Regions from separate parts of the Sus scrofa genome. Here all the other regions are linked to region 1. A link is a contact called in public HiChIP or PLAC-seq data. All regions are on one chromosome and are shown on one strand. Each heading gives the region's core, a stretch centred on a gene start, on an enhancer-like site or on the middle of the called end of the contact. The rest is flanking DNA. Distances are from core to core; before and after follow the strand shown.

Region 1 (6,072 bases), core at 2,474-4,973:
GCTGAACCAGGACCTACACTCTATCAGGATCTCCGGGGCGGTCTGTGTACGGTGAAAAGCCCTGGCCCTGCAGAGGGGTGAAAGGCACAGGTGGGGACAAACAGGCAGCGATTGACATTGAAGTGGCCCAAGTTCAAGTCCTGACTGTGACCTTGACCAACTGCCTGGCTGCCCCTCAGGGTCTTAGCACCCTCATCTGCTAAACACTGCAGTGCCCTTGAGGGTCATAACAAAGTTATGGCTTAGAGCATGGCTTTGAACAAACTCTTGGCTTAGAACAATAGTTCTTGAGGTCAGAAGCCCGACCTCAAGGTGTGCAGGGCCTCACTCTCTCCAAGGTTCTTGGGGAGGATTCTGCCTGGCCCCTTGTAGCTTCTGTGGCCCCAGGTGGCCCTTGGCTGTGACTACGACCCTCCCATCTCCACTTTCATCCTCACTTTCTCCCTCTGCATCTCTCCTCTTCTAAGGACAGTAGCCCTGTTGGATTAGGGCCCCTCATAATCCCATCTTAACTTGATCACATTTGCAAAAAACCTTATTTCCAAGTCAGATCACACGCACAGATTCTGGGATTAGGATTTCAAATACATCTTTGGTGGGGGGGCAAGGGAGGATGGGACACAATTCGACCCACATCGTGTGGGTGACACCACCCACACATGACACAAAGGTGAAATGGGACTCAGCTTGTGTTTGGGGGGTGGGCAGGGTTGACAGAGGGTTGACAGGGTTGACAGCTTTTTAGAAGCTTCCTGAAGACACCTGGTCCCAGGTGGCTTCAAGGAAACCATCCCTATCGTCTCAACTACTGCTCGTGCTGCTTCAGGGGGTGCTGGGTCTGTGGAGACCAGACCCCCAAATCCTCAGCAGTTCCCAGATGAGGGGAAGCAGGCAAGACATCCAGGTGCAAGTTTTAAGGAGGCACTTTCAGGAGCTCCCTGGTGGCACAGTAGGTTAAGGATCTGGCCTTGTCACTGCTATGGCCCAGGTCGCTGCTGTGGCACGGGTGCCCTTATCTCCTGCTCATCCAGCACTGGTCCTCAGTTTTTTGCTTTTTTGGTTTTTTTTTTTTTTTTTTTTTTTTTTGATGGATGAAGTCCATGTTTTTTTTTTTAATTATTATTTTTATTTATATATTTATTTTTTTGCTTTTTAGGGCTGCACCTGTGGAATATGGAGGTTCGCTGGCTAGGGGTCAAATCGGAGCTACAGCTGCCAGCCTACACCACAGCCACAGTAATGCAGGATCCCAATGGCATCTGCAACCTACACCACAGCTCACAGCAATACTGGATCCTTAACCCACTGAGCAAGGCCAGGGATCGAACCCGCAACCTCATGGTTCCTCTCCAGATTCGTTTCCGCAGCACTATGACGGGAACTCTGATAAAGTCCATTTAGCTACTGTGGTAAACTGCAAACATCTGAAAGTCTATCCTGAGCACCTAATTTGTGTTGGAAAAAAACCATATATTGAGGGAACAAGGAAGTAAATTCTCATATCCCAGGCCCAGCGTGATCTGGCACCTTACTGACCTCATTTCCGCCATTTTCCCCACAAACCACTGGGTTCCAACCACACTGACCTCTAAGCTCTTTCCAAAACATGCCAAACCCGTTCCAGCCTCAGGGCCTTTGCACTCGCTGTGCCCTTGGCTGGAATGCTTTTCCCCAGACGCCCATGCCTGACCCTCTTATTTCATTCAAATTTCTGTGCAAGTGCCACCTCCTCAGAGACCCCGCCACTCCATCAAAAGTAGACACGCCCTCCCCCCATCCCCCACCCCCAACACCAAGTCACATTCTATTCTGTCACATTCTATTACTGTCTTTCTAGAACTCACAACCAGAGTGTGGAATTCTCATGGGCATTTATTTCTGCACTGCCATTCCTGAGGCCCTCAAACAGTGGCCAGCACACAGTAGGTACTCAGGACAAATTTGCTTCTTGACTGAATGAACCCCTTCCCCCCACCTCTGGACCCAGCTGACCTCTCAGGGAATACTCTGGCATCCCCCGAGCCCCTGCACTCAAGGCCTGGCAAGCCTCACCCTGCCATGGAATTTTCCAGATGAAGCTGTTGCTTTTGTGCGTCACCAGGGCGTTTAATCTCAGCTCATCGCCTGGGCAGGAAGGAACTTGCTTTGCTAAAGGACTTCTGTCCTAAAGCCGCCAGGTAACATGAGAGGGGCCTCTCAAGAAGAAAGCACAGCTCCCCACCGCACCCCGAGAATTGTCCATCAGCCTCTCTCACCTTCTCCAGGCAGGCTGCCTCCACCCGGAGCCCCAGGCAAGGCCTGTACCCCCCACATTGCAGGACGGCAGTCCATCGGGTCAGGAGGCCTATAAAACTTCCTGCATAATAACCCTTTAAAAATAGCATCATTCATTTTTCTTTTTTTTTTTTCCCCTTGTTAAAAATTTACACATGTAACCCACATGTGCTGACAGTGAAAAAATGCCAAAGTTTCTAGAACACAGTGGGAACCAGTTCCTTACCCTCTGGAAGCCAACCCTCAGCTCAGAGATGAAAACCATATTCAAAGGTGGTGGGAACCCTTGGGAAGGACCGGACTCCTTTATTTAACAAATTCTTGGAGTCCCTGCTGTTGCTCAGTGGGTTAAGAACCTGACATGGTGTCTGTGGGGAATTTGGGTTCGATCCCTGGCCTCACTCAGTGGGTGAAGGATCCAGTGTTGCAGTGAACTGCAGTGTAGGTCACAGACGCAGCTTGGATCCTGTGTTCCTGTGGCTGTGGCATAGGCAGCCGCAGCTCCGATTTGACCCCTAGTCTGGGAACTTCCATATGCCCAGGTGCAGCCCTAAAAAGAAGAAAAGACAAAACAAACAAAAAAAAAACCCCAAACAAATAAATTCTTGTAGAGAGTTCCAAGCAAACCCTCTAAGGCGATTATAGCCTTACCCCTATTTTACAGATGGAGAAAGTGAGGCTCAGAGAGGGACAGAGCTAGCCAACTGTGAGACATGGCATGTAGAAGTTCCAGGGCCAGGGATCAAACCTGCACCCCAGCAGTGACAACTCCGGATCCTTAACCACTAGGCCTCCAGAGAACTCCTTCTGATTATTTTTAATATCTGTGTTGTATTCCACAGACCCTGAAGCACAGCACAGGATTACTATGATTTTTTGGGCTCTAAGGGTCCATTTATGATCATCTTAAATTCTCAGGACATAATTCATTTGAATGTACATTATGATAAATATGTGATACAGTGAGTTCTTTGGGTGGAAAACTGGTAAGCTCTGGGCTTATTGGGCAGGGGGTCTGAGTCTGAGTTTCCCTGTCACCCACAGACTCTAGACTAAGTCTGAAATGATGACGGTAGAAAGAGTAGAGGCAGGCCCTAACACTATGATCCAGAATGTTCCCAGCTCCAAAGAGGCCATGAGGATAAAACATCCCTTTTGCTGATTAGTTACATGACTCAAGACTCCTGAATGTCAGACTTTGAAATGTGACTCATTCCCAGAACAACAATGCCTGGTAATTCACAAAGCAATTCCAGGGACCCCAAAGTTTGTCCATGTCCCCAAAGAAAATCCTACTCAGAGTCTCCTCCAAGCAGATCAAGAGAAACCAGTCCTCTCTCCATTTCAGGCATTGGATGCCTTTTTGGGGGTGGCATAAAGGGATTGAGGAGGGAAGGGCATGAGCTGTCATAAAGTCAAAACGAAACTGCCAACAACACAGTTCTCTGTCTCCCAAGAGTGACTCACCAGGTGAAAACCAGAATATTGTTCCAAGTGTCAAAATCTGCAGAACTGCCTCCAGGATTTGGGTCTTTTCCAGCTTAAATGAGCCAAATATTCCAGCATCTTCCCCAGGTACCTGTGAATGGTGCATTGTCTTCTCTCTGTCGCTTTTGTTTTTGAAAGCCCCGTAAAGAGGATCCCAGGAGGTCAGGAGACAGCAGGGTGCCCATTTCCTTCCCTGGACCACATTCAGACAGCTTCTATATGCCTCCCAGCACCTGCCTCCTGCCAGTGACCAAACTGGTACTGTTGGCACCAGGGCTGCCCCAGGGCACAGACAAAGCCAGACCCTGGCTGGAGACTGAAACGTACTCTTTTGGAGGATCAGCTGGCCTCCTCAGCACTGCTAGGGCTAGGCAGTGGCAGGAGTTTATCATCATTAGGAGCAAGTTACCTTTGAACAGGGGAGAAATGCTTTCAGAGTAATTTTATTAGCACTGGATTCTAAAATGCCCTGTGTGTGTGTGTGTGTGTGTGTGTGTGTGTGTGTGTGTGTGTGTGTGTGTATGCTTTTTAGGGCTGCACCTGTGGCATATGGAAGTTTCCAGGCTAGGGGTCAAATTGGAGTTGCAGCTGCCAGCCTACACCACAGCCCCTGCAAAATGAGATCTGAACTGCATCTGCGACCTACGCCACAGCTCACGGCAACGCTGGATCCTTAACGCACTGAGTGAGGCCAGGAATTATACCCGCTTCCTCACGGATACTAGTCGAGTTCATAACCTGCTGAGCCACGACTGGAACTCCCTGGAATGCCTTTTCTGTTCTTTTAAGTAACCTTCTCTGCAGCCCTGTGCCCTCCATAGAGGAGGAGGAAATTGACTGATTTGTAGATGGGGAAAAGTCCGACCCATTTCTCCTGGTTTTATTTCTTTGAGGGAATTCGCAAGACAATCTCACAATACTACAGTTTGCCTTGTGGGGTTGGCTTGATCTCCATCGTCCTACTGAGTATATTTTTGGTACATATGTTAATCCATAATGAGTCATATAAAAACCAGGACAATGTGACCTATGTCAGTTTTCAGCTTTGGCAGGGACTGGGACCAGAGACAGTGGCGATAAGAGCTAACACAAATAAAGAGCTTTGAATGGGCTGGGCACTGTCCAAGGACTTCACACAAATTAACATTTAACTCATATAATGGCCCAGCAAGGGAGGTACTAATATGATCACCCTTTTACAGATAAGAAATATGAGGTTCAGAGAGTTTAAGTAACTTGCTTAAGGTCACACAGCTAAAATGGCCAAGCTGGGATTTGAACCCAGGAGACCCACCTCCATGGTTTGTGCTCTGAATTTTATAGAGTGTTGTATGATTATGTCAAATCAGATGTTGGCAACAAATGAACTCTCTGTGGCAGATGCTGTAACTGACCCATAACCCATTCCCAGCCTTTTCTCCAGGCTTGCGTCAACCATCGGATTCAAAGGCTAACTATTTGCTTTCCCAAGATCCCTTGCCCTTCTAGACAATGAGATGGAGGCAGAAGCCAACTGGGGCAACTGCAAGAAAGGTTTTGCTTTCCCTGATAACAGGAGCAAAGGTAGCTCCTGCCCTGTGCCCTTTATTGAAGCCTTGAATATGGATGTGATGCCTAAAGTCATGGCAGCCACCTTGTGATCTGAGGGAAAGGCCAAGAGAGGTGCACAGACAGTGACCCAAAATAACCTGAGCTTTGGAACTGACTGCCTTACCCCTTAGGCTTTTTTTTTTGTATGGGAAAATTAAACCCTGTTTGTTTACATCACTGGGCTAGGTTTCCTGTTACTTGCAGCCCAAAATCATACCTAATGTTCTTTTCTCCCTTCCAGCCTTTCTCTTATTCTTACTTGAAAGTAACTGGTTGTTAAAAGTCAGCATCTTAGGTGTCCATTGACAGAAGAGTAGATAAAGAAGATGGTACATATACACAATGGAATATTACTCTGCCATAAAAAGGAATGGAATAATGGCATTTGCAGCAACATGGGTGGACCTGGAAATTATCATGCTAAGTGAAGTTAGACAGCGAGACACAAACCTCATATGCTATCACTTATATGTGGAATCTAAAAAAAAAAGGACTCACAGATTTTGAAAATCTTATGGTTTCCAAAGGAGACAGGTTGCCGGGGCGGGGGAGGGATGGGCTTGGGTTGGGTACGGAAATGTTGCAAAATTGGGTTGTGATGATGGTTGTACTATTACAAATATACTAAAATTCATGGAGTAAAAAAAAAAGTCAGAACCTCACGGAGTTCCCTGGTTGCTCAGCACGTTAAGGATCCAGCATTGTCTCCACTGTGGCTCA
Region 2 (6,072 bases), core at 1,563-4,062, 250 kb before region 1:
AGTGATGAGAAAACTTTAAAAGGGAGAGCAGGACTTCCCATTGTGGCTCAGCAGATTAAGAACCTGACATAGTATCCATAAGGATGCAGGTTTGATCCCTGGCCTTGCTTAGTGGGTTAAGGATCCAGCGTTGCTGTGGCTGTAGCTTAGGCAGCAACTGCAGCTCCGATTTGACCCCTGCCTGGGAACCTCCATGTGCCGCAGGTGTAGCCCCAGAACGAAAAAGGCAGCGCGCACTGCAGACGAGACGGTGATTTATCCTGACCAGTGGGAGAAGGGAGGAGGCCTGATCTGAGACTCCAAAGGCTTCTGGTAGAGAAGGGTAAGAGGGGATGTTTCAGGGGGGGACCTGCTTGGGCAAAACATGCCGATGCGAGATCACCCTGTGTCCTTGCTGAATGACATACTGGATGTGGTTGGAGAGCTTGGCCAGCTTTAATGGCCAGGCTCAGAAATACAGGTAGCACCACTGGGGGCTTTTTCAGAAGGTGGAGGATGGGCAGGGAATGCCACGTTCCACCCCACGATTCAGAGCCACGTGGTAGCTGGTTGAGGGGGGATGGCCATCAGTTCCAGGAATGAGAGGAGAGTCCAGTGGTACCAACCAACCAAGTAGGAGCTGGTGAGACTGAGTTCTCGGATGACAGGTCCTGATGAGACCTTCCCAACACCCAGCAATGCCCACTTCTGCACAATCTCACTCATTCATTCAACAAACATTCTACTGAGCATGTGCTATGTGCCAAGTGCCTCCATCGAGCAAATCCCAAGAGGGGTCTGCCCTCATGACACCCTCCATCTCTTGCAGGTGGGGAAAAGGGGGCCCCGGGAGCCCAAGGTTGGTGGGAGAAGTGGAGTCAGAAATCAAGGGTCAGGACCAAGATGAAACAGTTTTCTGTTGCTGGAAGCCCCCTCCCTAATACTGGGCCCTTGCCCCTCTGATCCAACCCATTTGTCTACCTGGACAAAGCCCACATGGGGAATGCTAACTTGGCCCACAAGGGGCATCCCTTATAAGACACACAGATAGAGGTATGCTGGGCTGGCTGGTGCCAGCTCAAGTGTAGAGACTTGTAGTTTCCAGAAATTTTGCAGGTTGGTAGTTAAAAACAGTCATTATCAAAAATAGAAATGCATAACCTTCCAATTAAAGAAATTATAATAAAAACAAATAAGTACTCAAAAAGCATCCCTTCCCAAGAACTTGGCTATATTCGCCTGTTATCTGTGCTCTTGTATGCAACCGAATCCACTCGGTGGGGAGGGTATGGTCACCTCCCTTCCCAATTCCACATTCACGCAGGTAGCTTGGAATTGGCACGGCAGGAGTATTTACACCCTGGCAGTCGGCACGTGCTACAAAGCACACCCTTGCCAGCACGGATGTGTCCTCAGAACCTGAGCAACGTCTAACGCCCACACCCGTCACGTCTGTTCTGCTTGCAAGGAAACGGGTGCTTGAGGCAGCCAAGGCTGTTTTAATCATCAGTTAATCCTGTCCAGCCATCTGGAAAAACATCAGTGGTGCACACCATGAGGCATCTGCCCCTCGCTCCTGTCCGCCTCACCCACCTCCCTCAGGGCGGCCTCCTCCCCACCTCCTGGAAGATGCCACACTTGTTCCTGCCTCGGGGCCTTTGCACTTGCTGTGCCCTCTGCCTGGGAGACTCTCCCTCCAACTCTGCCTGACCGGTTCCTCCTTATCACTCAGGTCTGAGTGCAAATGTTCCCTCCCTAAAAGCTGCCCTCTCTTAAGTCAGCTGCCTCCTGACACCAGCCAACCTTCCGTGGCCCTAACCACCCCCTGAAATAGCCATGGTAATTTACCTGTGCCCTGTCCATCTCCTACATGGGCGTGACAGCTCTGGGGACCTCATTTGTCCTGTTTGGTGTGGCATCACCTAGAGTGGTGAGATTCTGAAGGGCAAAGTGGACTGGAACCTGGCTACCGTCTGCACCCCATCGGGGCCCTCCTGCCACAGGCCCACACAAGCACGGCTCTTCTGGTACTCTTGGCAGCCCAAGAAATGCCCGGATGTGAGGTCTGTCAGCCTCTCACACCTCTCACCCCCTGGGGTCCGATTGATCCACGCTCACACTTTCCGTGTCCTTCTAGCCCTTTAGTGTGGTTGGCCTGGGACAGTGCTGACGGGGAGCTGGGTCTCCCCTACCACCTCACAGTTGCCCCCCGTGGGAAGGCCACGTTCATCTTCTCCCCAAGCGACAGCCCAGCCTGCTAGATCCCTGAGGCATGGCCTCTCCTGCTGCCTTCTTGAGAACAGTGTCCCCGAGGAAGTGTCCAAGAGACGCTGGGCCTGGACAAGTCCACTTTCTTTTTGTCTTTTTAGAGCCATAACTGCGGCATGGAAGTCCCAGGCTAAGGGGTGAATCAGACCTGCAGCTGCCAGCCTACACCACAGCCATGGCAATGCCAGATCTGAGCCGCATCTGCAACCTACACCACAGCTCACGGCAACGCTGGATCCGTGACCCACTGAGTGAAGCCAGGGATCGAAACTGCAACCTCATGGATACAAGTTGGGTTCTTAACCTGCTGAGCCACAATGGGAACTCCCTGGACAAGCCCACTTAGCACAAAACTGGGCAGAGAATCAGGGACATCTGCTTGCTGGAGCCCTAAATCTGGACGCAGTCCCACCCAGCCCGGCTCGCCCCCAGCAGAGCGGAAATAGCCGCCTCCCGCAGGCTGGGGCGGCCCAGGCGAGTCAGACAGACCCTGAAGCTGGAGGCCCATCCGGCCGGGGTGTCACGCTGTTTTAGGACAAGCATGTAGGCGCTCATGCAGGCAGGGAGAAGCATAGCCCAACCTGGAGGCAATGTGGCCGTGACTGGCCTGCCACTCGTTCCCAGCAGACTGCATAGGCTGAGGCCATCACTGATGTCGTCCACACAGGGGGGCAGTCAGGGTCTGGGAACCAGCACCAACTGCACCACGGCCACTGCCTCCCCGGGGACTGTGTTTGGCTGGCCTTGCCCTGGAATGCCTTCCAGTCAGGCTGTCCCCTGTGTAAGCTGCCCGAGGCGCGGGAGACACTGAAGTGCAGAGCAACTGGGAACAAGGTCACCTGTCCCTTGGCAGGAAGCTGGGAGAGGAGGTGGGGGGAGGGGAGGGAAGATGAAGGAAAGTGAGAGACAGAGGAGAAGGTGTGGGTATGACGGGGAGAGAGACAGGGAGGAGAGACGGAGGTGGGGGTGGGCCCATAGGCCAGAAAGAGCAAGGAGGAAGCGGGCCCCACCTCCCTGGACTTCCTCCCCCGGCCCCCGAGGTGCCGGAGGCTGGGCGCCCTGTCCCCATGCCCAGCTCCGCGGGAAGATAGACCACGTGGCCTGGAGGAGTAGAGACCCCGACCAGCCCGGCTCCCCACCCCCTGCGGCCACATCACCCTGGGGGATGGAAGAGGGGTACTCACTCACCCTTGGGGACAGGCCCCCTCCGCAGCACGGCCCCCCCATGGCCAGGAGGGCCCTGTGGCCACCTCTGGTCACTGCCGCAGAGCGATGTGGCCCTGGCGCCTGGCTCACGCTGGCCTCACATCCTCGGCTCCCTGGCAGTTTGCATAGTTAAGCCAACCTCTGGCCACGGCATTCCTGGGCTCCAGCACTGCAATTATCCAGGATAATGTGGCTCCTCCATCCACGAATCATGAACTATAAACCACTGCACCGTCACCAGTGCTCTGAGCTGGCCCCAGCCTCAGCCGGTGATTCACAGCGAGGAGAGGACACGGGGGCGTGGCCCACAAGTTCACAGGCCATTCATGGCTGAAGCTGGGGGCGAGGGGCCCAGAGCTGGGGACTTGGCCCTCTCCTGCTCAAAGTCAGGTGTGTGGGGTTGGCAGGGGTTGGAATTCCCGAGTCTCCCTCAGTCTGAAGCTTCTGGAAAGTGGACGGCACCCTCTCTTCGATAAGAAGGTCATCCCGACACTCCAAAGGGCCAGCACGTGTCCATGGCTCCAGCCCCTATAGGCCCAGGCCACAGCACAGGGGACGCCAGGGCAGCCCTGCCCTCTTGGGGCAGCGCTGGTCATTGAGGGTCTGAGCCCAGAGGCATCCAACAGCAACAGCTTTTCATCTGGAGATTTTATATTCCCTTTTATAACCATCCATGCTTTCAAAAGGCAACCACCGCAGTGATGAATAAGGGGCTTGGCCAGCACAGGATGTGGCAAGGGCATGACACAGCAGGTGTCACCTGAACACACATGGTGACATTTTGCTGCACACGCTGTAGTTAAGTGTTGGGGCAGGTCAGGACCACTGTGGATTGTAATTTCCAAATATGCAAATACATGGGAATTCATCCCCAGGATGGACTGGCCAGGTCCTCTTCTAGAAAGGGACCTGCTGTCCCAGCTGCAGCCTAGCCCCAGGGCAAAGACTGGCCCTCTCTCTCTCCACCTGGGGACATCTGGGAAGGGCCATTTGAGCTCCAGAGTGCATTCCAGGGTCAGTCAAGATGGCCAGTGAGCCTGTGCCTGGCCTTGATTTCCCCTTCTGCTACCCTGCTCCCTTGGCAGGCAGGGGCTCGCCAGTAAGCATCCTGAGACCGAGGCCCTGAGAGGGTCCCAGAACAGCAGCATCAGTATTGCTGGAGGACTTCTTAGAAATGCAGAGTCTCTGGCCCCAACAATCTGTGATTTCACAAGCCCTCCCGGTGAAAGTTCAAGAATTTCAGCAGGACGCCATCTCCATCTCAGGGTCCGTGACTCAGCCTGGGACACATCCCTTCCTGGACCCAGTGAGGGCACAGCCCGAGGACACTGGCTGTGGCCAGTCTTGGGTGGACGGTGGTGTTAGGAGAAAGAAGGAGGCCAACAATCTGGGGGAAATAATTTCCCACTGTCGGTGCTGTGGGTTCCGCTTCTCCCCAGACGTGGTGATCTGAGCCTGGGGCCAGGGGTGGCCTCCCCTTGTCACCCCAGGGCAGGAATGACAAGGGTGGGGCACTGGTGTCAGGTGTGCCTCTGTCTCTGGCCCTGAGCCATGACCAGCCACCTTGGGAGATGCACCTTCTACGAGGTAGCAGCCTGGAAAAGGGCTGGATTTCTTTTTTTTTTTTTTTTTTTTTTTTTGGCTTTTTAGGGCCGCACCCATGGCATATGGAAGTTCCCAGGCCAGGGGTCGAAATGAAGCTATAGCCGCTGGCCTATACCACAGCCACAGCAATGCCAGATCTGAGCCACATCTGCAACCTATACCACAGCTCACGGCAACGCCAGATGCTTAACCTGTTGAGAACGGCCAGGGATTGAAGCCGTGTCCTCATGGATACTAGTTCAGTTCGTTACCACTGAGCCACAATGGGAACTCCCAGGGCTGGCTTTCTGACACCTCAGAAGTCCCACTTTGTGTCTGTCTCAGCGATTCTTAATCAGGAGAGGCTGTGAGATGCTGAAGACAGCTGAGCTAGGGGGCTGCCCTCTCTCTAGCTTCCTGAAGGATCATGGTCTCATATGGCTCTGAAGGTAAAGCCCTATAGCCCTGGCATGCAGTAGGCACTCAATAATTGCTCCCCTGGATGACCACACCATATTGTGCATCTCTGTGGAGGTGGGTGGGTGAGGACCTTGGAGAAATGAGGGCCCATCTGAGGGGCATCTGTCAGCTGACAAACTGGGTAGCCCCTCATGGCCATTCTTAGCTACAGCGTGGCCCTGAGCCACAGGAACCCCACCCCGAACAAAGCCTCTGCAGCCACCAGCCACCCAGAAGAGGAAGAGACATGCATGGGGTTGGGGGTGCTGAAAGAGACTGTCATAGAGAGAGGGAGGGGGAATCAGGGAGAGACAGACCAGAGTGAAAATAGCCCTCAGCATCTCCCACAGACTACATGGTACAGGGAGCAAAGCAAAGCTAAAAGTGGCAGAGTCTTTCCAGCCGCTGGCCTCCTGGGAGCTGGGGGCAGGCAGGGGGCCAGGAGTTGGGAGAGTCCCCATGAGTGGAGACAGAAACACAGACGGGGCCGGGGGCAGAGACCCAGCCAGGAGCTTAGTCGGGCACATTCTATCCTCAGCGAGACCATCTGCCACCCTGATCCAGCAGAGCCTGGCA
Region 3 (6,072 bases), core at 2,065-4,564, 230 kb before region 1:
CTCGTCCAATACAGAAAGTTTCCAGCCACATGTGGCTGTTAAGTTTAAGTCATGTAAAATTAAGTAACATTAAAATTCAGGTCCCGGTCCCCCAGCCACATGTCTCCGTGGGCCAGGGCTACTGTCCGCAGTGGGCAGTGCACACAGGCACCATTTCCATCATCCCAAGAAGGTGTGTGGGGTGTGTGGGATGGTGCAGCTCGGGGGTGTCCGTCAGGCCGGGGTGGGGGTGGGGGGCGGCCCCATGGAAAGCAGTCACTTTCTGAATAGTTCCTCACCCCCTGGCCTCAGGTCCAGCCATGCTTCCCAGGCCCAAAAACCAGGTGTGAAGCCTCAAGCTGCTGTCTGCCCAAGACAAGGAAGTCCTTCTCTGGGTCTAACCATAGTGCTTCCTGCTGTCTCTTCTTCCTTAAAGAAAAGACACCCCCGTCCCACGCCCCATCTCCTGGCCCAGAATATAGCTACCTGGCTTCCAAGTCTCCAAGGTGACCCTGACCTGGAGCACCTGGAGCAGACAGGGAGCATCCGGCCGCCCATGAGACCCCCGTCTCCCTGTCTCTAACAGCTGCCATGGACAGATGGCGTGGTCTGGGAGTCTCGCCTGAATGCCTTCTTGATGCTTCAGCATAATCAGAAAACCCGTCTCTGGTCCTCATGCCCAACACCCCCTACCCCACCCCGTTTTTCAGCTTCTGACCAAGGCCACCTGTGACTTTGGTCCTCAACAAACCCAGCAGCGTGATGACCCCAAAGGGCTGTCAGGCCCACATTGAGGAGGAGCAGAACTTGACCCCCAGCTCCTGGGGGCCCCACACGGATGTGTGCTGCTCCAAAAACCGCACTTGGGAGATCAAGTTCAAGTAGCAGACAACAGCCACACGGGTTCGTGGCCGTGTGCTGAGGCCAGCACCCCCGGGGTGGGAATCAGCATGAAAGACACACAGTCCAGCCCACCACCAGAGCAGGGGACCCTCTCCACTCTCTCAGCCTGGCCAGAGAGGCCCCGGTCTGAGAGCAGAGAGCAATACGTCAGACGAGGAAAAGGTGAGAAGATGTCCACCAAAATGGGCCAGAGAAAACAATGCAGTTCCTGGTGAAGACGAGTAAGAAACCCCCAGGGCCACTAAGCAGCTCCACCAGTGGAGGGCAGGTAAGGTGGCCGACAAGACGATCCAGCCCTGCCTGGGCCCTCATGGAGCAAAGGGACACAGCAGGAACGGCCATGAGGGGATGACATCCAGTCACACTGCCCAGCCCCAAGCACCACCTGTAAGGATGAGAGCAGCTCCGGAGGACCTCTCAGGATGAGGAAGTCCCCCTCCATGTCTAACCACAGTGCCACCTGCTGTGGCCTGTGTGCTGATGTGCTCTCTGTCCACTGAAGGCGGAGGGTACTGGGCTCCTCGGGACAGTGCACAGCAGTGGCTTTGGCCCTTCCTGGGGCAGCACTGACCCTGATCAGGGGGGTTCCACACGGGCAGCCCCGCTGGACAGGAGAGAAAGCAGACTGCACAATCAGACACACGCACGTGCACTTACACATACACACATACATACAGACACATCCTCACACATACACATGTGCACATACACACGTACCCCCTTACGCATACACACTCACACTGACACACAAACACACAGGCGCATGGGTGGCCCCACTGGCCAGGGGAGGAAGCAGATCACACACTCACATACACGCATGCACTTATACACATACACACATAAACATGTGTACACGTTCACACATACTCCCTTACACACACATGCACTCACATGCCAAATACACACACTAATATTCTCAGATTCACAATACACACTCATAAACTCACACACGTACATTCTCACACTCACACTTCAGAGGCTGAAATACCACCAAGCAAGTCTGTGGGATGCTGGGAGCAAGAACCTGAGAGGAAAAGGAGCATGGGCCCCTAAGACCACAGTCTGTGTGTGTTGTGACGACAAGTCACCCTCAGCCTCTTGCTCACTCTCAGTGAGTTTTTTTTTTTTGCTTTTTAGGGCTGCACTCGCAGCATATGGAAGCTCCCAGGCCAGGGGTCAAATGGGAGCTACCGCTGCTGGCCTACACCACAGCCATAGCAACGCCAGATCCTTAACCCACTGAGCGAGGCCAGGGATCGAACCCGCAACCTCATGGTTCCTAGTTGGATTCGTTTCCGCTGCGCCATGCCAGGAACTCCTCGGTGGGAATTCCTCACCATCCCCACCATCATCACTCTCCTCATCTTCTTCTTCATCATCGCTGTCATCACCACCATCATCAAAGCATCGTCCCGTTCTTCTTCACCATCACCACCATCATACCACGGCTGACGCTGGCTAAGCACGACCACGTCACATGCCTGGCAGAAAACCGATTCCTTCCAGCGGACTCACTGTCCCAAACCCCAAAAAGCTATGACTACCATCCCCTTTGTACAGGCGGGAGCTCAGAGCTTAGGGCCAACAGCCTGTCGCCTGAGGTCATGCAGTCAGCGACAAGGAGGTCAAGATCCTGATGGTTATTCTCATAAAGTCTAGGGTGTCTACTTTTTCTCCTGCTGCTCATGCTTTTGGTGTCACACCCAAGATCCACTGCCAAATCCAAGGTCCTAAAGATTCACCTGTATGGGTTTTTTTTCTAGGAACTGTATGGCTTTAGCTCTTGCTTTGGGGCCTTTGATTTATTTTGAGTTATTATTTGTTCTAATTCTGGAAGCTGGGGTACAACTCTACTCTGTGTGTGAGGACGAAAAATAAGAAGCTCAGAGGTGTGGGGGATATGAGAGGAGTGAGCAAACCCTTAGCTGTCTCTAAAAAAGAAATTGATAAAAAGGACAGAGGGGACAGGAGAAAGAAAAAAAGCAGATTATGCTGAAAACACGCCAATATCCACTCTAGTGGGTTCGATCGTGACCCTCCCCTCAAAAGATGTCTCCACATCCTAACCCCAAGAATCTATAAATGTGACCTTTTTTGAACAAAAGGTGTTTTCAGTGCAATAAAGTTAAGCGTCTTGAGATGAGGTCATCCTGGATTAGGGTGACCTCTAGATCCAATGACAGACGTCCATGTGAGGGAAGAGAGGGGAGAGGCCAGGTGGTGATGGAGGCAGAGAAGGGAGTCATGAGGCCTTAGCTAAGAACCGCCTGGAGCCGCCAGGAGCTCGAAGAGAGAGGCAGGAAGCCTCTGGAGAGAGCGCAGCCCCGCCCACATCTTGATCATGAACTTCTGGCCTCCAGAATAGTGAGAGAGGATGAGTTTCTGATGTTTGAAGGCACCGAGTTTGTGGTCATTTGTTGCAGCAGTTTCAGGAAATGAATACATCCACCGTCCACGCTGAGCTCAGCCCCTGACTGATCCATCCTGCAAGGCCACCATCAATCACACAGGCTCCCTGTGCCAGGCACTGCACTCACCCTTCCTGCAGCCTCGCCATGACCCCATTTCACAGATGAGGATAATCGAGGCTTGGGGTAAGACAGCTCTCCCAAGATGACACACAGCGGGTATGATGGGTGGGGTTTGAACTTGTTCATCTGTGACTCAGCCTAGTACCCCCACCCCCACCAACACACACACACACACAATCTGGCTTCCAGGAGTAGGGGGCAGGGAGTGAGCTCAGTTTCTCAGGGAAAGACAGGCAGCACTGGCAGAGGTTGAGCACCCCTCTGGGGGAAGAGCCTCAGCTCTGTGGGCAGAGCAGGCGTGCGGGGAGAGCGTGGGCAGCTTACTCAAGGTCCTAGGAACCTCGAAGGAGTGAGCCAAGCAGACTCACGGTGGGGGCAGGGGGCATGCTGAGCTAAGGGGGCCGTCTTGATCAAGCCCCCACCCGGTCCTGGCTGACACGATGCATGGGGCTTCAGGCTTATTATATAAGAACAAGGACAACATCATTCCAGATACCTCCTGTCTCAGCTTCTGCGGTTTCCAAACTCATTTTCACAAGGGCCTCTCTTAAGGTAGGCTCAAGTTGGCCACAAAGCCACCCAGAATTTCTTAGAAGACTCCAGTTCCTCTATCTTTACGTAAGCCCATTCCCCCTCCACCCCCTCGAGGGACCCCCAAGGGGCAGTGGGAGACTTCTTAAGAACTCGCCTACCCAACTCCACCAGCCCACCAGCTGCCAGGACCCTTGTAAAATGTAAATCCCTTGTAAAATGTAAATTGCATGGCCTTCCTCCCACCCCAGAGGAGCCCCAGGCCCAGGCAGAACCTCTGTGGAAAGACTGGAATTTGGGGTGTGATAATGAGAGAAGTTCCTTGCTCCAGGAGAGACAGGGAAGCAGTGGGGTGAAGGTCTGGGTGTCTGCACCTCCTTTCTAACGGTTCAACACAAAAACATTCACACACCCATGCGTACACACACACACACAGAGCTAATATAAAGAAATGTCAACCATGATGGATTCTAGATCATGGCACATATACACATTCATTGTATTCTGCTGTCCAATTTCCTGACTGACTGTCAAATTTTCTGGATAACTAAGAATTCTTCTATTAAAGACTTTGTATTCCTCATTGAGAATACATTTATAAGAATAAATTAAGTGTCCCATTGTATTTAGAATAAAATCTAGGAGTTCCATCCTAGCTGAGAGCAAACGTTTCTAAGTGACCTGGCTCCCAGGATTTTCAAGCACAATCCCTTCACTCCTGCCCTGACTTCAGATGTGCCTGCCATATTCTGTCCCGTGTTACTCCAGGCTGGTTCCTGCCTCAGGGCCTTTGCACATGCACTGCCCTCTCCTTGATATTCAGACCTCCAGATGGTCCTTTCTGGTCACTCCCATCCAGCTGTTCCGACCCCAACCCCAACCCTCTGCACAGCACTTATCACAGCTGAACACAGCTCAGCACTGCACCAGGCCCACAGCAGGGGCTCAGTAAATATTTCTTAATTCGATGAATAAGATGGGATGTCCCGTTTCAGGAACCCTGTCTACCCAGCCAGATGCCTCTGAGCACCATCCAGTCAATCTGGGAGTCTGAGGAAGTTGAGAAAGACAAGGTTGGGAAGCCCACCACTTTTCACCCCATGGGGCCCTGGGGTCCAGAGTGCCACCCACCTAGCTTCCCATTTGCCCAGCATCTGGGTCAAACTGGTTTCCAAAAAGAAACCAGTTTTTGAATGTACTAATATGCAGAACTGAAAAAAAAAATGCATAGAATTGAGAGTACAACCTGATCAAACCACTCCTGAACTCCACTCGGACTCTATCAGTTATATAAATTCCTTTACTGCTTAAGCCCATCTGAGCCAGCTCTTCTTCCTCTCCCAGCTGAAAGAATACTAATGAGTATTTCCCCTTCTACCAATGGGCCCTAACCTCCCCCAGAGAGTCAGTGATGCAAACAGCCACCCTAAACCACAACTAAAGGTGTTCCTTCGTTTGCACCCTCTCTGCCTTGGGCCAGCTTCTCAGCTGAGACACTAGAGTGTATAGCAGGATACAGGAGTCCATACCATTTCTAAGCAAGGGGGTCCAGCTTTTCCTGAGCCTGGAATGGGCACAGTGGGCTGGGAAAAGCTCATTTCTAAGGGAGCTTCCTGCAATCACTGCCATGAGGCGCTCCGCCCACCCCAATCCTCCACCTCCTCCAGCAAACCTCTTTCTTTCCGCCTACAATGTCCACAACAGGTCCTCTGATGAGGAACCAGTTTTCCCAGCCAGGATTTTGTTTCCTCCCCTTTCAGGCTGGAAAAGGAGGGGCAGAATTCCGAGCCCCTGGCCCACACCCAGCCTCAGCCCCAAGCCCCCAGCATCACTGCAGCTGCTATCTTTTCCCGTTTCTCCCACTGCCCTTGGCTTTTCTTCATACTCTGGACACTCAGTAATGAGACAGCTGCAGAACCAAAGGGTCTGGTGGGGTGGGTGTGGCCTGAGCGGCCTGGCCTGTCTCTGCTCTCAAGGAAGCCTGGTCCCTGGAGGAGTGGGGGCAGCAGAAGAGATTCCGGGGTTGGGGGCCGCTGTGATGACTTACCCATTGTTTCCGGGCGTGATTCCTCCTCTTGAAGTATAAGATTAACTTTTTCCGCATCGCCTGGTTTCTAAGCAGGAAGGA
Region 4 (6,072 bases), core at 2,272-4,771, 170 kb before region 1:
CAGCCAATTCCAGCCTCAGAAACATCTTCCCTGTGGCCAGCGGGATTTACAGCTCCATATATCGCGAGCCATCACGCCACGCGCGTGCGTCTGGCAACAGCCAGAAAAAAACAGTTTCCCAGGGACCTAGAATGTCACACAGACTTCAGGTCGGATCCCGCTGGGCAGTTTCATGCAGACCTGAAGCTTCCCCTTCCCTATCCAGCTTGGCCAAGCCCCAGAGACCAGCTCAGCACAAGGCATTATAAAGAGGGATTTCCCAGGGGGGGAAAAAAAAAAAACCCACCAATTTCTGACTTCTCTTAAAAGTAGAAACTCACTCATATTGCCAGTGGGGATGCAAAATGGTACAGCCTCTGCAGAAAAATATCTGGCAGCTACTCACTAAGTTAAACACAGAGATACCATATGACCCGGCAATTCCATTCCTAGGCATATAGCCCAAGAAATGAAAACAGGTGATGAAAGGAAACAAATATGAATGCTCAGAGCAGCACTATTCACAACAGCCAAAAAAGGAGAAACCACCCAAATATCCATCCATATCCTTGAGGAGTGGATAAGGAGTATGCAATGTGTCCATTCACTGGAATATTATTTAGCCATAAAAAGGAATGTGGAGGCGCAGTGGGTTAAGAAGCCAATTGCAGCAGCTAGGGTCACTGTGGAGGAAGACGTTTGATCCACGGCTGGGAAACTTCCGTATGCCCTGGGTGCAGCCATTTAAAAAGAGAGGGGGATGTATAAACCATAACAATATGGAGGTTCCCAGGCTGGGTTGAACCGAAGCTGTCACCACTGGCCTCCTCCACAGCCATGTCAGATCTGAACCGTGTCTTTGACCCACACCACAGCTCATGGCGACACCAGATCGTTAACCCACTGAACAAGGCCAGGGATCACACCCACAACCTCATGGTTCCTAGGCAGATTCGTTTCCGCTGCGCCACAAACAGGAACTCCTGAAATGTTTTTATTTCAGTGAGATGAAGCCGCATATGGAATGATCCCACTTCTGTGAAATGTCCAGAAAAGGCAAATCCATCCAGTCAGATGCAGGCTGCTGGCTGCCAGGGACTGGGGAGGGGGCAGTGGAGAGCAACATTAGTGGGAACTAGGTTTCCTTGGGGGTGATGAAAATGTTTTAGGACAAAATGGTGGTGATAATGGTACAACACTGAATCTACTAAAGCCCACTAAGTGTGCACTGTAACATGGCTCCAATAGCAAATCTTAGGTGTATTTTACCATAACAAAATCATTGAGGGGGGAGAACCCCATGACTCCAAAGGGGCATGGCTGGCTGGATGCAGGCAGGGGCTGCCCATGTGGGTTGTGCACACCCTCTCCTGTCCACACACCCCCTCCCAGGCAGCGACCTTCATTTACAAGCCCAGCCTGGCCAATGGGACTCAATGGCCCAGGGCTCAGTTCCCTTCTCTGAGGGGCCAGACCGGATTGAAGGGCTCTCACCTCTGCCATCACTTCCCGGAACCCTCCCCCTACCCCAACTCACCAACCTGGCTTGCCAAGATCCTCTCTCTTCCTGCCACTCCCGCGGGCCCAGCCCCATGCACCACCACCATCTGTTTACCTGCTGTCTCCCCCTCCGGACTGGCTGGCAGTTTGAGCCTCATCTGCGATCATGTGCACAGCAGGGCCCTGGAGGCTGTGGGCTGAGTCACAGCCTCCCACCCCAGCCTCTGTCCCTGAGGAAAGGTGGTGCTCTCTCCAGCAGGCCTCCCTGATCCTAGAGACTCACTCTCTCAACCAGGCCATCTCCTGCCTATGCACTGCCATCCCAAAAGTCTCCCATGAGCGGAAAGGGGCCACGTGTTCCAATCCAACTCCATCACTACATAGCTGTGTGACCTTGGACACCGTACTGACCTCTCTGGGCTTTACATCTGTAAAAGTCTCTTCTTAGGGTCACCGGAAAGATGATTCATTGGGAAAAAAGCTACGAAAAGCTCAACACCCAGAGATGAGCCCCCCCAAAGGAAAGCTGTGTTTCTTCCTCCCCCGTGCTGCTCCAAATACTGGGGGAGGAAGAGGGGCGAAATAACAGCAAGGATGGTGATGCTAGTTCTGGCCGAGGTAGTTACCAGGACCATCCCCACCTTGCAGACAACAAACTGAGGCTGTGTGAGTAAGCTGACCAGATGGCAGAGTGAGTCCCTAACGAGGAAGTTGGACAGGCCCAGGGAGACCCACATCTGAGCAGAGAAAGCAGAGGGTGCTCCCCAGGGATGAGCCGGCCCCCACACAGTCTGGAGAAAAGGAGAAGAAGGCTGCCCTTCCTGGGCCTGAGACCTCAGCTGCAGGACCCCTCACTCAACACCTTCTTATTACAGACAGGCCAAAAGAGGGTCAGCAGGGGTTCCCATCGTGGCTCAGTGAGGTAAGAACCCAACTAGTATCTATGAGGATGTGGGTTCCATCCCTGGCCTCACTCAGTCGGTTAAGGATCTAGTGTTGCCACAAGCTGTGGTGTAGGTCACAGATGCGGCTCTTATCCCTCGCTGCTTTGGCTGTGGCATCGGCTGGCAGCTGCCGCTCCAATTGGACCCCCAGCCTGGGAACTTCCATATGCCGTGAGTGCAGCCCTAAAAAGACAAAAAAACAAAACAAAACAAAAAACAGAGAAGGTCAGCAGGCTGGTGCTGCGTGCCCGAACTCCGCCCTCTTCAGCTGGATCGCTCAGCCCATGTGGTCCCGGCGTCTGGAGAGGTGGGCACAGTGGCCATGCAGAGAAGGGTTCCAGCTCCACCAGAATGATCAGGTCCCGGAACAGAAATGCCTCTGCAGCCTGGCTGGGGGGTCATGGATGAGAGACCACCAAACACCACATCCTGCATCAAACCCTCCAGAGAAAAACACGCTCGCTGCACCTGCACCACCTATGAACCTCCCTAAAAGGATTCCCAGAGGACCACCACTCCCCTACCCCCCACTGATTCTGCTTCAAGAGCACCAACCACCCCCAGGGTCACCAGACCCACTCCCTCACTAGCTGGCAGGTTCTACTTCATCCAGTCAACATTTATCAAGGGAAGAGTCCGATTTCCCTCCCCAGACATGCTTGTCCCCACTCCACAGACCAGGAAACTGAGGCTCAGAGAGGTGGGCTGACTTGCCCAAGGTCAAAAAGCCAGAAAGCAGCCAGGCTTCATTCTGATCCCCCCCCCCGAAACCGCCAGCACAGGCGCCCCCTCCCAGAGCAAGCGGAAGGGATGCAGCACTGGTTGGTCGGAGCCGCCACGGAGGCCCGTTTCTGTTTCCAATTTAATTGGTACATGTGTGTCCACTGGGCTGTGGCCAGCTCAGCCGCCCAACCCTGCTCCCCTGCCAGGGCGAGATCTGCTCAAAATCACTTCCTCCTCGACTCTTTGTTTTTTTTTTCCCCTTTTTAATTTTAAAGGGAAGAGAGAGAGAGAGAGAGAAACCAGTCCTGACAACCGCTCCTGGTACGCCAGGTCACAGGGTTCCGCATGAGAACCCTGGCCATGCAATGCGCCCTCCCTCTTGGGTATTTCACAAACACAACGCCGGATTTTTCCTGGCTCTTCCTCATTAAGTCCTGGGCGCCCCGGGAGGGACGTGGTTTCCATTAGACCCAGCTCCTCCATCTGGCCTTCCAAACGGCAATTTTCTCTGCGGAGGGAAGGCGGGGTGGGGGGGACCTGGAGAAAAAGCTGGTGGCTGGGAGGCAGGGGGTGGGGCACTAGCACCAGCTGTGTGACCTGGGCAAACCGATTAACCCCCTGCCTGGGGCTGGGATAGGCGGGCACTATGCAGTGGGCCACAGGGACACAGACACAGAGGCGGGGCCAGGTGCAGGGCGTGAGGAGCTCAGCATCCTGCCCCTTGGAAAAGGCACAGTAACCCGATTGCTAACCCAAGGGAATGCTGGGATTCTAAAGGATGAGGGGCTCAGAGTCCACTTTGCTGCCTGTGTGGGAATGAACCAACCCCAGAAGAAAGAGCAGGCCACAGGATGCAGCTTGACATTCCGCTCAGTGAAACAAGCCAGACACAACAGGACAAACACCATCGATTCCATCCATACGGGGTGCCCCAAGCGATCAGAGTCACAGAGAATAGAAGGGGGGGTGGCCGGTGCTGGAGGAGGGAGAGTTAGTGTTAAATGGGCACAGAGTTTGTTTTTCAAGATGAAAAAGCTCTGGAGATGGTGGTGATGCTTGCAGGACAATGTGAATACACTAAACACTGCTGAGCTGTACAATTCAAATGGGGTGAGATGGTCAGCTTTTTGTTATGTGTACTGTAGCACAGTTTAAAAAAATTTTTTTTAGTTTTTTTTTTTTTCTGCGTTTTAGGGCTGCACCTGCAGCATATGGAAGTTCCCAGACTAAGGGGTTGAATCAGAGCTGCAGCTGCCAGCCTACGTCACAACAATGCAGGATCCAAGCTGCGTCTATGATGTACACTGCAGCTCACAGCAATGCTGGATCCTTAAGTTGCTGATCAAGGCCAGGAATCAAACCTGCATCCTCATGAATACTAGTTGGGTTTGTAACCCACTGAGCTACAACAGGAATTCCAAAAGCTTTTTTTTTTTTAATACACATACACACACACACACACACACACACACACACACACACACACACACACACACCTGCACGTGCACGCACCTCCTCCAGGGAGACCACCCTGATTGCTAGATAACAGCACCCAGCTGCTCTATGGTGGTTCCCACTCTCCCACCATGAAAAGAGATAATGTTGCCAAGGGTGCTGCCAGGGGTCCTAGTATGCAGTAGCCCCTCACAGCCCAGGGCTGAGTGGGACCACAATCAAGGGCTGGTCTCGGCCTATCTCCCTTTAGGACCCAATGGCCCTGGGGCATGCATGGACCTGCAGACCAGCGCCTCATAGCTCTGCTCCCTCAGAAGTGCCTCATGATCTCCCCACTGACCAAGCGCCTCCAATCAGATAGCCTGGGTGCAGGAGGGGCTGACTAGCAACTCTCCGACCCTTCGATTAGGTCCCCGGACCCTGAAACCTGAGGCCAGGCCCAAAGCTGTTCTCTCCGCAGTCTCTACCCCATGGCCCATGGCCACTGCAGAGACCCCAAGAGTGAAGGGGCGGCCCCTGGATTCCCACCGACTTCCCTGCACCAACATCTGGCAAATATGTCCCCAGCTGTGCAGCTGCCGGAAACGCCTCCCCCACCCCCGGCCTCCTCCGCGCACACAGGCCCTCGAGGAAGGCTTTCAGAGGAATTTATGGGGTCATCCCTCATATTTCAGGGCAGCTCTCTGGGGAACGGCCTCTGCCACATGTGAACAAGGACAAATGTTTCTGCTGCTAAGAATAGCTCCTCGGGGCCAGTAGCCCACCCACTCAGCAACCGCCCTCCCATGCGGCCCCCCTCCTCTCCGACCCCCAGCAAACCACCAGCCTGGACCCGGCGGGCCCACCTCCCATAGGCCTGGCTGGGAGACCCCCACTGCCACCCAGACGCCCAGGCAGAGGGGGAAGAATGCACTCTGATCAGCTCTGTCCAACTCTCAAAAGGGGACACAGACAGGCCACTGATTTTGCCTGAGGGCGTCCGCTGAGTGTCTGATGATGGAAAGGTGACCAGGAATCCAAAAGCTCCTCCAGCCCTGCAGCCAGGAGTTCCAGGCCACAAGCTGCTTCATTGCCCAGGGGCTGCAAGAGGGCCCAGGGAATCTGATTATGGGATTTGATTATCAGTTCCTGGAGGGGGAGGATCCACAGGGGCTCCAGGAGAGGATCCCAGCCCAGACGTAGGGAGGGGAAGAGAAAAGAGGGCTTGTGGTGGGCACCTTCAGGCCAGACTGGAACTGGGAGGAGGAGGGGCAGGTGATGCTGTGTGTGTGTCAAAGGGCCCAGGAAGGTGGCCCAGGGAATCACAGCTTCCAATCCCTTCAGGAGAAGAAAGTCTGATTTTAAGACATCCCTCAATTTGCAATTTTCGTTTTAAAAACACTGACTATAAACCCAACACAATAAATCAGTCTGACATCCAAAGACAGCCCAGGGGCTGCCAGGATGTGACCTGTGGCTTCTGACATGTGGT

What was found. HiChIP or PLAC-seq counts read pairs in DNA pulled down with a chosen protein or histone mark.
Region 2: a contact with region 1 is called in an H3K27ac HiChIP or PLAC-seq map of alveolar macrophages. The contact joins two enhancer-like sites. A contact is called at or near these places in 2 of 2 datasets of contacts at active chromatin or transcription factors (alveolar macrophages and skeletal muscle).
Region 3: a contact with region 1 is called in an H3K27ac HiChIP or PLAC-seq map of alveolar macrophages. The contact joins two enhancer-like sites. A contact is called at or near these places in 2 of 2 datasets of contacts at active chromatin or transcription factors (alveolar macrophages and skeletal muscle).
Region 4: an H3K27ac HiChIP or PLAC-seq map of alveolar macrophages shows a contact between it and region 1. The contact joins two enhancer-like sites. A contact is called at or near these places in 1 of 47 Hi-C or Micro-C datasets (embryonic fibroblasts) and 2 of 2 datasets of contacts at active chromatin or transcription factors (alveolar macrophages and skeletal muscle).

The regions. Positions count from the first base shown.
Region 1 is chr14:28,480,417-28,486,488 of Sscrofa11.1, reverse strand. No RefSeq gene overlaps it. Among named protein-coding and RNA genes, the nearest start is that of NCOR2, 160 kb to the left of the region's middle. Within about 2 kb of position 3,723, at least 22 of the 83 cell types and tissues checked have an H3K27ac peak or open chromatin away from gene starts, as enhancers often do. A contact at or near this core is called in alveolar macrophages and embryonic fibroblasts, where this site is marked.
Region 2 is chr14:28,733,726-28,739,797 of Sscrofa11.1, reverse strand. The region is part of intron 15 of NCOR2 (nuclear receptor corepressor 2); the gene reads right to left. Among named protein-coding and RNA genes, the nearest start is that of NCOR2, 94 kb to the right of the region's middle. Within about 2 kb of position 2,812, at least 11 of the 83 cell types and tissues checked have an H3K27ac peak or open chromatin away from gene starts, as enhancers often do. A contact at or near this core is called in alveolar macrophages, where this site is marked.
Region 3 is chr14:28,712,048-28,718,119 of Sscrofa11.1, reverse strand. NCOR2 (nuclear receptor corepressor 2) reads right to left here. Exons shown (of 49, transcript NM_001044576.1): 10 at 5,992-6,058. Among named protein-coding and RNA genes, the nearest start is that of NCOR2, 72 kb to the right of the region's middle. Within about 2 kb of position 3,314, at least 2 of the 83 cell types and tissues checked have an H3K27ac peak or open chromatin away from gene starts, as enhancers often do. A contact at or near this core is called in alveolar macrophages, where this site is marked.
Region 4 is chr14:28,649,775-28,655,846 of Sscrofa11.1, reverse strand. All of the region lies in intron 2 of NCOR2 (nuclear receptor corepressor 2), which reads right to left. Among named protein-coding and RNA genes, the nearest start is that of NCOR2, 10 kb to the right of the region's middle. Within about 2 kb of position 3,521, at least 27 of the 83 cell types and tissues checked have an H3K27ac peak or open chromatin away from gene starts, as enhancers often do. A contact at or near this core is called in alveolar macrophages and embryonic fibroblasts, where this site is marked.